Linked DNA regions of Pan troglodytes: region 1 is linked to region 2. Evidence: chromatin contacts called from public capture Hi-C data. All regions are on one chromosome and are shown on one strand. The core of a region is the stretch at or near the end of the contact, and the rest is flanking DNA. Distances in the headings are between cores, read along the strand shown. Region 1 has its middle 44 kb from the start of ZBTB7C. Region 2 overlaps ZBTB7C (zinc finger and BTB domain containing 7C).

The links. Capture Hi-C pulls out chosen DNA fragments and counts their contacts.
Region 1: a contact with region 2 is called in a capture Hi-C map of stem cell-derived neural stem cells, with 4 times the contacts expected there. The contact joins two enhancer-like sites. A contact is called at or near these places in 4 of 7 Hi-C or Micro-C datasets (blood, induced pluripotent stem cells and stem cell-derived neural progenitor cells) and 1 of 1 other capture datasets (stem cell-derived neural stem cells).

What each region holds. Positions count from the first base shown.
Region 1 is chr17:58,525,132-58,530,722 of NHGRI_mPanTro3-v2.0_pri, forward strand. No RefSeq gene overlaps it. Among named protein-coding and RNA genes, the nearest start is that of ZBTB7C, 44 kb to the left of the region's middle. Within about 2 kb of position 2,735, at least 1 of the 24 cell types and tissues checked has an H3K27ac peak or open chromatin away from gene starts, as enhancers often do. A contact at or near this core is called in stem cell-derived neural stem cells, where this site is marked.
Region 2 is chr17:58,098,876-58,104,528 of NHGRI_mPanTro3-v2.0_pri, forward strand. It overlaps ZBTB7C (zinc finger and BTB domain containing 7C), which reads right to left. Exons shown (of 5, transcript XM_016933665.4): 5 at 1-1,514. The coding sequence ends at 863. Among named protein-coding and RNA genes, the nearest start is that of SMAD2, 100 kb to the left of the region's middle. Within about 2 kb of position 2,821, at least 4 of the 24 cell types and tissues checked have an H3K27ac peak or open chromatin away from gene starts, as enhancers often do. A contact at or near this core is called in stem cell-derived neural stem cells, where this site is marked.

The sequences.
Region 1 (5,591 bases), core at 1,485-3,984, 430 kb after region 2:
ACTGTGCTCTAGCACCCTGGTGGAGTTCTCATGGTTAATCCTCTCATTGTTAATTACAGGAAAGGCCACCCAGAGGCATAACAGAGAGGGTATGCTTGCCGCCTGGCTTCTGGGTCTGCCCCAGCCATATTTCTATGCAGGGACCACCTTTGCATCCTCAGATCCCAGTACAGTGGCAGACTCCTCATAAATATATGTTGGATAGAAATGAATATCTCACATCCACTAGTTAGTATTCCGTAGCCCGCAAGACTGGGACATCCAAGACCCTAAGTGTAGAGGAAATGTATGCAGAAGGGGCCCTAAGCAAAAATGGCCCCATCTGCTCAGCTAGATTCTGCAGCCTAAGATTCTGCATAAGTGAAAGGATTCTAAGTCTCAGACAGCCACCAAGCCCTGTCAAGTTCATTCTGAAGGCCTGTCACACCCAAGATGTATAGTGAGAGTCACCTCCATGCAGCAGAGCTGGGAGGAGTCCAGCACAGCCCCTCATGGCTGACACATGACTCATGTGAGGATGGATGGGTAGAGTGGCATCTGGGAAGGAGGCAGGGTCTTCAGGAAAGGAGGCGCCTAATTCAGAGCATGGGCTGGGCTGTGTGGAGGCCCCACAAGGCTCATCTATCTTGGTGGGCAGTGGGTTCCCAGAGTTGTAAAATTTCATTTCTCCTGGAGCTTCTGATCCATAGGTAGTTTGAACTGGTGAAACAGGAAAAGTTCCCTTGTTCCCCTCTCAGGGCGTGCGATGGAGGTGTGGCTCGCTTCTTCAGTGCCCCACTGCTCACACCTCTAGGGGTAGCATGCAGACAGGAAGGCTGTGGGGCTCCAACCTCATGGCAGCGTCTAGGGGTAAATGTTTGCTGCTGAAGCCCAGTGGGCATGTGTTACAGGGTGCTCTTTCAGTTTAGCCATCTGTAGGCGGCTTGTGTTAATCCGCTCAATTAGACCCCCTGCCTTATCTCAAGGACAGAGGACTTTCTGCATCCTGGGGCTTCTTGCCTTGGTGTATCGGAAGAATCAGATCACATGTGGGCTTGGAGAATGAGTGCAAGGTTTTATTGAGTGGCAGTAGCTCTCAGCAGATGGGGGAGCCAGAAGGGAGATGGGGTGGGCAGGTGGTTTTCCCCTGGAGTCAGGCTGCTCTGTGGCCAGGCTCTCTTCCAACTACCCTTGGGCTAACTGTGCCTTGTTCCGCTGGTCGTTGGCCTGCTGGTGTCTGCTGGTGCTTGTCAGTGTGTTCTTCCACTCCTCTCGAAGTCCAGCTGCTTGTGTCTCTACCGGCTAGGGTCTCTGGGATTTTTTTTTTTTTCTTTTTTTTTTTGAGACGGAGTCTCGCTCTGTTGCCCAGGCTGGAGTGCAGTGGCGCGATCTTGGCTCACTGCAAGCTCCGCCTCCCAGGTTCACGCCATTCTCCTGCCTCAGCTTCCCAAAATAGCTGAGACTACAGGCGCCCGCCACCACGCCTGGCTAATTTTTTTTGTATATTTAGTAGAGACAGGGTTTCACTATGTTACAGGATGGTCTCGATCTCCTGACCTCGTGATCCACCTGCCTCGGCCTCCCAAAGTGCTAGGATTACAGGTGTGAGCCACCGCACCCAGCCAGGTCTCTGGGTTTTATAGGCACAGGATGGGGGCATGGCGGGCCAGGGTGGTCTTGGGAAATACAACATTTGGGCATGAAAACAGAAATGCCTGTCCTCACCTAGGTCCGTTGGCACAGGCCTGGGGGTGGAGCCCTTGCCAGGGACCATGTCCTTCCCTTCCCAGCATTTCCCTGGCCCCGTCCTGTATCACTGGGAATATTCCAAATGCAGGGCTGCAACAGCAGAGAGAAGCATAACAGTACCCCTTCATCCTGTCTATACCTCTCCTACCCCTTTCTTCTGGCCACACCCCTCCCCCCAACAAAATGAGAAAAGAGACACAGAACAGGAAAGTCAAGGCAGCAGCTCAGATGTCCGTCTTCAGTCTGCACTCTACAGGAATGTGCCTTTAGGTTTACTAGATGATATAGGTGCTGCTGGCAAGAGACCCCTCTAGGAACTGGCTGCCAAGCTCATCCAGCCCAGACAGCAGCTGTGAGCTGGTCTGGGGCAGAGCTGGGGGAGCCATTTACCTCCCATGCCTCGTACGTAATAGGGGGTCCCTGGGTAGGATCTGGGGCAGGTGATCAGGCAGGGATACCTTCATCCCAGCCCTGTAGCTTTTGTCCCTGCCACCCCTTCCTCTTCCAGGAGTGCTCTGGTGCCTGCCAAGATAGGCTGCAAAGCCCCACACTGCCAGCCTGGGGACAAGACACTCCTAGCTCTCAGCACAGGCAAGCTCTCCCCACCACAAGGTCCCTGTCTCTGGTGGATGCTCCAGGCTGTCTCTGTGCCTCTGTCTTTACCTAGTTTAAGCCTCAGTTCCTTTGGGCGTACAATGAGAACAATAATAATAACCTTCATTTTCTATTTGGGACTGTTAGCATAATCCAGGGAGACCTTGGGTGTGAGGTCCAGGAGGACCCATCAGGGGCTCCAGGTTAATTATTGTTATTACCTCTGCTTGACTGACAAAGAAAGGGGAAGAAGAGAGGTCACATGCTCGGACAGGCCTGCTGTGATCAGGCTGAGGACTGGCTGGACTCTGTTCATTCTATTTCAGCAGGTCTGTAAGCAGGAATGCAGGAAGCAGTATCAGGCCCATAGCACAGAAGAGTGGGTGGCACTGGCTGAGAGAGGGCAGATAGGGGGATGGCCAGTGGCCAGGATCATGCCCAAGGGGCTGTCTGGGGCCTCAGCTCCTTAGGGCCCAGGGAGGTGGAACGCGCCGGAGGCTGTGGAACCATGAGGCAATTTGGGAGCCTCCCTGCCTGTTCCTAGATCTTCTCAGGGAGTGGAACAGCCCTAGAGAGGGCAGCTTCCAGTGTTGCCCAGGCTAGAACAGAACAGCCTGAGCTCCCCTGGAGACCTCTGGGGTTGTCTGAGGCCTGTCAGCCTCTTCCTTGGAGGGCCTCAGTGCCTTCTTCTGGGACAAATAATATATCAAATAACTGAAATACCCAGAGAGCCCCCTGGGGGCTGGCACCGAGCCTGGCACTGCTGGGAATGCAAAGGGGACTTAGACCCGTTGCTCACTCTCCAGGCAATTCCAATCCAGTGTGAGCAGTTGGGGAGAAAGGGCGGCAGAAGGGTGAGGCAGCAAACACCCAGGTGGCTGCCCCCAGGTCAGGTCCGAGAAGACCAGGAGAGCACCAGAAACCAGAGAGACGGGACATTCCTGTCTGTCTAGGAGAGGTGGGGAAGGTCAGGAAGACTTTTTTGGAGTTAGGGTTTCCTTAGAGACATTTCTGAGCATTGGTTTGGCCCTGAGGCTGGGTTTTGGGTCTTGACTCTGCTATTCCTATGAACAAGTAGTTTTGAATTCTCCAAGCCTGTATTTTCTCATCTATAAAAGAAGGAAAATAATATATCTGGCCATGCCGTGGCCGTGGTGATGGAATGAGATCATGTTCACAGCACTGAACAGGGTGTCTGTAAAGCAAGTCTCAACAATACTCACTGTGCTTGAGGGTGGATGGGATTGAATTTAGAGAGGTGGTGGGGAAAGGAAGGAGCCAGCAACAGGACAGGGCAATTCAGCCCATCAGCTTAGGTTTGAGCTACTCAAAAATTCATTTTGGGTAATTAAGGAAGTTTCTACTTAAGGGCTTCAGTGGGGAAACGTTTTATAAAATGAACATTTCTTTTTAAAAAGTGAAAATTCTGTCCCTGTTTTTCTGCTTTCAAGTCTAGATTTCATAGAATGATTCCAGCATGCATTAAGCACATTGTTTATCCAAGGTGCTGTGCTCAGAGCTGTGGCGATCCAGAGAGACCAGGTCGCTTCCACCTTCAAGGAGTTTGCAAGTTCATGTTCACAGCCCTGTGGGAGAAGGCGATTTCAGGAAGCCTAGCCCAACCCCTCTCTCAAACGCCTCCAAGGCACTGCCACGGATGGGTTCCCCACCCCCAGACGCCATGATGTTGGGCAGATCTGCTTCTTTTGCTAAGATCAAGGGCAAATGGGCCACTGCTAACTAAGGTGGGCAAAGTGGGAGCAGCTGGAAGTGAACACTAGAGATCTGGTGAGAAATTCCAAGACTCCAGGGCAAAACTTCCCCAATGAGCCCTCCTTGCTGAATTTAAAATGAACAGCCCAGCTGCAAAGAGAGTATTTGTTCTGTGTTCACAGGGAAATGGCCTGTGAAGGTCTGACCTTGGCTCTGACTTCCACACCCCCTCTTGCCACAGACCAGAGCCACAGAAGCATTAACCCTCAGTCCACCGAACCATTGCTATTCAGCAAAAGGCATCCAGCTCCTTGTGTGGGGTTAGGGGAAGTGGGTGCAGCACATCACAGCGGTCATTTATTAAGCTTCACCTACTATGTGAGGTGCCTCATTATGCTAAAAGATAGACTCCCCATTTTACAGAGGAGGAAACTGAAACTTAGCAAGGTTTAATAATGTGTTCAATACTCATACAGCTAAAATGAAGCCAATGAGAAATGCTTATCAGAGCTGGACATCAAAGGCTGTGTTTTTAACCACAGCTCTACCAGCACCCAAGCCAGTGCTGTGTTTTAAGCCCTTAAGGGACTCTGACAGTTTTCTTTATGAACCTTTATTCTACAGTTCTAAATAGCAGAACTGTGGATTGTAGGGAAGAGGGTTGGAAACTCACAGCCATGAGGCTGCATCTGATCAAAAATACATTTTATTTAGCTAAAAGAATGTTTTGTGTGTGTGTGTGTGTGTGTGTGTGTGTGTGTTTTGTAGAGGTGGGGTCTTGCTATGCTGCCCAGGCTGGTCACGAACTACTGGCCTCCAGTCATCTTCCCACCTCGGCCTCCCGAAGTGCTGTGCCCAGCCCTAAAATAATGTTTTTAAATTAAAACATTTTAATTTAAGTGTCTTTCTTAACATGTACTGCATAACCTGTTTGGCCTTTTCCATGTTGAATTACCTGCCTGGCCTGGAAAGCATCGGAATCTGTGACCCTGTAAGAGCCCATCTCTCATCCTCACTGTGATGGCAGGGCTGGTGCCTTGGGACACTTGTGTTTTGAAGGTGCTTCATCTCCTTTCTCTTGGAAGGTACTTTGGGGCTGCCTCATCTGCACTGAGAAATCAGACCGAGGGCCCAGAAAAACTGATAGAACCCTCACCCTTCCCTCACTTCACCAACTTTGCCTTCCCCTTCCCACTCTGCCAAGGACTCCACAGTCCCAGACAGGGGAGCTTGTGTTCCCAGGGCCAGAAGTCCACTGTGTGTGGGCAGCTCAAAGGGGCCAGGCTGCCAGCATTGACCTCATGATCTTCAGTGGACCCAGAAGTCCACAAGGCCTGGCATCGACTGAGACCACTGGGCTCAAGGCTGGGCTACTGCCACCTGGTCCAGAGAGCCTACAAACGCAAGGCAGCTCCCGTCCCAGGTCTGCTGCGCTTCAAGACAGCACCAACAGCAGCTGAGGTGAGGGCTCCAGGCCCAAGAGAGGGGGCTGGCTGGTCCCCTGAGTGTCGTAAGGGCTATGGGTACGCCTGTGTTCACACGTTCCCAAAACAAGT
Region 2 (5,653 bases), core at 1,571-4,070:
CCTGATCTCTGTCTAGTCTGGCCATATTTCTCACCTATGCTAATATGCTAATATAGAGCTGGATGTGATAAAACTAACTCCAGAAAGATAAACTGTTTCCCCATGGACTTGGGGAGTACAAAGCTTCTACCATCTCTGTGATTCTCTGGGGGGATAGGTGTGTATGTGTTTAGAGGTGGAGGGCGGAAACCTCAGTTACCAGCCCCTTCCATAGCCAGGTGACACTGAGCTACAGAGGGCTGACCTGTCAAGGTCACAGGACAGGTCAGGGAAGAAATGGCCCGGGCCTTCCAGAGCCTGGTTCCTGACTGGTTCCAGGAGGCCTCCCTGCCAACAGAGCATTTCTTTCTATGTGGCAGGTGGGTAGTTCTCAAAAAGACCCCGGGGCCACTGGAGACTGGAAAATGAGCCCTCAGAGGAGTGTTGGCAGAGACTTTGCCATAGGGGGTGGGGCTTAACCAAGGTGCATGCCCAGCCCCTACCTCCTCCTGCTGTGGCTGGCTGGGCACCAGGCCAACCACCCCCTGACCCCTCATGACTCACCCAGCTCCTAAGTGCCCCTGGGCACCCAGTTCTTCGTGGCATGGGCCGGTGCAAGTTTCTATATGAGAGCCAGAGAGACAGCCAGGGAGGGAGGCCCGGGCTCCTGGCCTTTTGGGAAAAGATGCCCGTCTCAGACCAGCAAAAGGAGGCAGCTGCTTTAGGAGCCCGGGAAAATGCCATCACTGATAGTATTATTATTATTTTCCCATTTTCCCTTTGTGTTTTTAAAATGAAAAGTTCAGATCCATGGGGTAGGGTAGAGTGGGCCTGGAGGGAGAAGGACTGGAGGGCTGGTGGGCTGGAGCCGACAGGGACCAGCCTAGTTGTTGGCTTCGGACATGGAGGCCACGTGGTTGAGGCTGGGGAGCCCAGGGAGGCCGGCCAGGCCGGCGGCCCAAGGGTCGGGCAGCGGGAAGTAGGGCCGCGCCGCCGCCACGTTCTCGGCCAGCGCGAAGGCCAGGAGGCCCCCCGCGTTCCTCTCAGCCTCCAGCTGCGCGCGCCCGAACAGCTTCATCTGCGTCTCCTCGAACTGCCGCTCCAGCTCTTGCAGGCTCAGGGCGCCCTTGGGCGCTGCCAGGAAGTGCTTGGCGGGGCTGGGGCCCGGGAGGCACACAGCTGCGCCGCCCAGGTGGCCGCCCACCTCGCCCAGCGCAGGGGGCATCACGAAGGCCGCCTTGTCGGGGGCCGGGCCGCCGGGCCCGAAGAGCAGGCTGGCGGCCCTCCACGCAGCAGGCTTGCGGCCGCGTCGGGGCCGTGCCATGCGGCAGCTCTGGCGCTTGATGTGGCGGTGCAGGTGGTCAGAGCGCGTGAAGCTCTTGTAGCAGAACTCGCACTGGTAGGGCCGCACGCCCGTGTGGATGCGCATGTGGTTCTTGAGGTCGTAGTTGTGCACGAACTTGGCGTTGCAGTGGATGCACAGGTAGGGCCGCTCCCCTGTGTGCTTCCGCATGTGGATTTTCAGCTTGTCCTGCCTGCAATGCAGAGACTGGGGGTCAGTCCCGCAGGGAACACCAGGAGCCATTCCTAACCTTTTGCTCCCCCTTCCTCCAGAACCAGCCGAGGCTCCCTACTGCCATGGAGTCAAACCCCAGAAATAGGTCTCATGCTAGATCTACCCTCAACTGCTGCCCCACCTTAGACAGGTATGGTTACTCACCTGGATTAAAGGGATGCAGAAAAAGCAGTGTCCTGAAAGCCCCACTCCCCCAAACTCCTTTTATACCCGAGCTCAGAGTCATGAAACTCCCACTCTATTAGGGGTTTATCTCACATACTGGGAAGATACTTCGCCATAAGTCAGCATTTCTGACCATAGTCCTCGGATAGTGCAGCGACTTCTGCTGATACTGGACTGCACTTTAATCTCACACCCACTCTCTCCAGGCAACCTTATGCTTTCCCTCCAGTTCATCTATATGCTTTGGCCCAAAGTCCCTGGTCCCATCCCAGCCCCCGGGCTATTGAGATCTGTCTGTGTTTGGCACTAATCTGGGAGGCTATAGAAGCTTGGGCACACCTTGTTCAAACCTCCTGCATGGTGGTTTCTTATCCTAAGCCTTGGGCTCTCCTCTTTGTCTGTAGACAATTTCAGGGTTTACAAAAGAGCCAGGTGCGAAAAGAATGCAGCCTAATCTAGGGCAAAACTTTGCAGGGTTTAAGTGGTATTATTCACAGATAAGGTATGGTGTAGGGTGGGGGCGCCTGCGCCTATTGGGGGTCTGGGAGCCTCTGCGCCAGCTGCAGACCCACCACCAACTTGCTGGTGACTTCAGGCAAGTTGCTTAACCTCACTGCCCAGAGCTGAACCTGGTGCCAGACATCAATTCTCATTGTCCAGGGCTCATGGAAAGAACCTGGGTCTGTGTGAGCTAGATTCCACACACCTCCTGGTGGTCTTGACAGGAAAACTGACATCAGGGGGTTGTTTTCATAAACACTGAGCATTGGGTAAACCAGCTTAAGGTGGCTGAGGTATAGGCAGGTGGGCTGCAAGAATTCCTCTTGGGATAATTCGCAGCCTTCCCCAGTGGGGCCATAGGGGCCAGGAAGCTCTGTGTCTAGTCTCCTACTTCCTCCCTGCAGGTGTGGCTTGGGTGGAGCATCTGCCTATAATTTCAGGCTCTGCTTTGAGGTTAGAACAGATGTGGAGTCCAGGTGTCCTCCCTAAGATGGCCAGATTTAAACCCTGTTTAACGTAATCCTAGGACAGCAGGTGCAGGTCCTAGGCTCCTGGTGTCTCCTGGCCACTAGAGGTCTCACCAGCTCTCATTTTCAAAATGGTTCTCCAGGGGCAGAGCAGGAGAGAAAAGGACATTCCCATGAATACTGGCAGGCACTGTGAGAGGAGGATCAGAGAGGACAGATCCAGTCCTCCCACCTGTGCTCACAGGAAGGCTGGAGAGCCCCTGGGAGTGAGGAGAAGGGAAGTGGGGTCACCCTCTTCCCCTCCACATCCCACTGCTCCTGCCTTTTTTCAAACCCACCAGCCACCCCAAGGCTACATAGTTCTCTGCTGTGATATCCCACCCCCTACCAGCATGCTGTGGTCTCTGTAACCCAGATTTCACCTAGATGATTGGATTTTTGAGGAGGAAGGGACTTCAGAGACCATTTAGGCCAGTGGGTCTCAAACTTAAGGACGCATTCGAACCATAATCAGGACTCAATAAAACAGTGCTGGGCCCTACTCCCAGAGAGTCTGATCAGTAGGTCTGGGATAGGGGAGAGGGACAAAGGATTTGCATTTCTAACCAGTTGCCACATGCTGGTGGTGGTGGTGGTCCGTGGACCCCACACTGAGAACCACCGGTCTAGGCAAAGCCTCCACTATGTAGGTGGGCAAACAGGCCCAGCTGGGGAACTTGCCAAGCTCACCCAGAGAGTCATGGCAGGCCCGGGAGTCAAGGCCTCTTTTCTCACCACAGCACTGTGACTGTGAAAATGGAAGTGTCGGGTGCCTGTACCCCTGGAGTGATGCAACTTCCCAGTCCTAAGGGATATGTCTTGGGCCTCCACAAATTCACTCAGGCTCTGATGGAAATACTGATGCTAGGTGGTCGGCTGGGCTCCCTCACCAGGCCTGGCAGAGGGCTCAGCTCAGAATCAGCTAAGCAGGGCTTTAAATGCATCATCTCATTACTCCTCACCACAACCTATGAGGCAGGTTTCTTTATTTTTATTTTTATTTTTTTGAGACAGAGTCTCACTCTGTTGCCCAGGCTGGAGTACAGTGGCACGATCTCGGCTCACTGTAACCTCCACTTCCCAGGTTCAAGTGATTCTCCTGCCTCAGCCTCTCGAGTAGCTGGGATTACAGGCATGCACCACCACGCCCAGCTAATTTTTGTATTTTTTTTAAGTAGAAACAGGCCTTCACCATGTTGGTTAGGCTGGTCTCGAACTCCTGACCTTGTGATCTGCCCACCTCGGCCTCCCAAAGTGTTAGGATTACAGGCGTGAGCCACTGTGCCCGGACAAGGAAGGTTTTTTTTTTTTTTTTTTTTTTTTTTTTTTTGAGACGGAGTCTCGCTCTGTCGCCCAGGCTGGAGTGCAGTGGTGCGATCTTGGCTCACTGCAAGCTCCGCATCCCGGGTTCACACCATTCTCCTGCCTCAGCCTCCTGAGTAGCTGGGACTACAGGTGCCCACCACCATGCCTGGCTAATTTTTTTTGTATTTTTAATAGGGACAGGGTTTTACCGTATTAGCCAGGATGGTCTCGATCTCCTGACCTCGTGATCTGTCCACCTCAGCCTCCCAAAGTGCTGGGATTACAGGTGTGAGCCACCGCCCCTGGCCAGGTAGGTTTTTTTTAAGTCACTATTACACATAATTAGTAGTACTGATCCTTAGGGTCACTCTCAAACAATGGACAATGTAAGTGGTAAATCTTCAAATGCCTCCCAAACTTCTCATTAGAGTATCTAAAAGAAGTCCCATTTTTGTGGCAATTGGTCCAAGGATGTAAGAAGTGCTGAGAAGGTGCCTACGATATCCTTTTATTGAACATCTGCTATGGGCAGGTAAATACATGACTTCATTGACCCTGGGAATTCATTATTCAGAGGCATATGGTATAGAGGTAGGGCCCCTCCAGGAGTCTGGGAGTCCCTGTTGTAGCTTCAGACCCACCACCAACTTGCTGGATGGCTTTAGGCAAGTTATTTAACCTCTCTCTGCAGAGCTAAACCTAGGACCAGACATCACTTCCCATTGTCCAGGGCAGATGGAGAGAATCTGGGTTTGCGTGAGCTAGATTCAACACACTTGGTGTAATTCCCTCACTTGGACACAGGCAGAAAGGAGGCTCAAAGAAGTTAAGAGCTTCCCAAAGGTATACAGCTGGTGGGGGCAAAGGAACCTGGGGGGCTACCTGGCTGTGGTTTGTTTGTAAGCTATTCTGGGGATGAGAAAGGATGGATTTTCACAGCAGGGATTCCCAACCTGAGGCCTAAGAGGACTGCTGCAGAAAGGGCAGACCAGAACAATCAAGAGAGGGCACCGGTAGCCAGCTTTCTGCCTCTGTGGCCAGAAGACTGGGGTATGCCAATGGGAGGAACTCAGCCCTGGGCAGGAGCTTTCCCTAATGGAGACATTTGTGGGAATGGGGGCAAGGGGTGGGAAGAGTAGGCAAAGCTCATGATAAGCCAGTTCTGGAAAAAACTTCAGAGGATCATCTAGTTTACCAGGCATACTTTACCACACTCTGATTCATAGTCTGAGTCAGTGGGCCCAGTAAGCTACACTATTAGCAGTACACTTCTCAGGACCTTGAAAACACTGATCTAATTACTTCCAAGATAAGGAAAGAAAGGACCAAAGGGGGAATGGTGTTCTAGGGCCACACAGCCTCCTTCTTTACACTGACCTTTCCTGTGGATACCGTGACGTGCATTGGAGCTGGAGGTGGTGCCGGGCACACTCCAAGAACTAGATCAGTTCCCTTCCCTGGTCTGGGCCTTAGTTTCCTGATCTCTAAAATGCGGGTTGGGCTGCATCCCTGGGGCCTCTAGTGCTCCATGAGTGTATGCATCTGGGTAATGGGCTTCTGCCAAATCTCCTTCTGGAGTCTGTGTGGCTGGCTGGCTTCCTTGCTGCTTCACATATTCAAT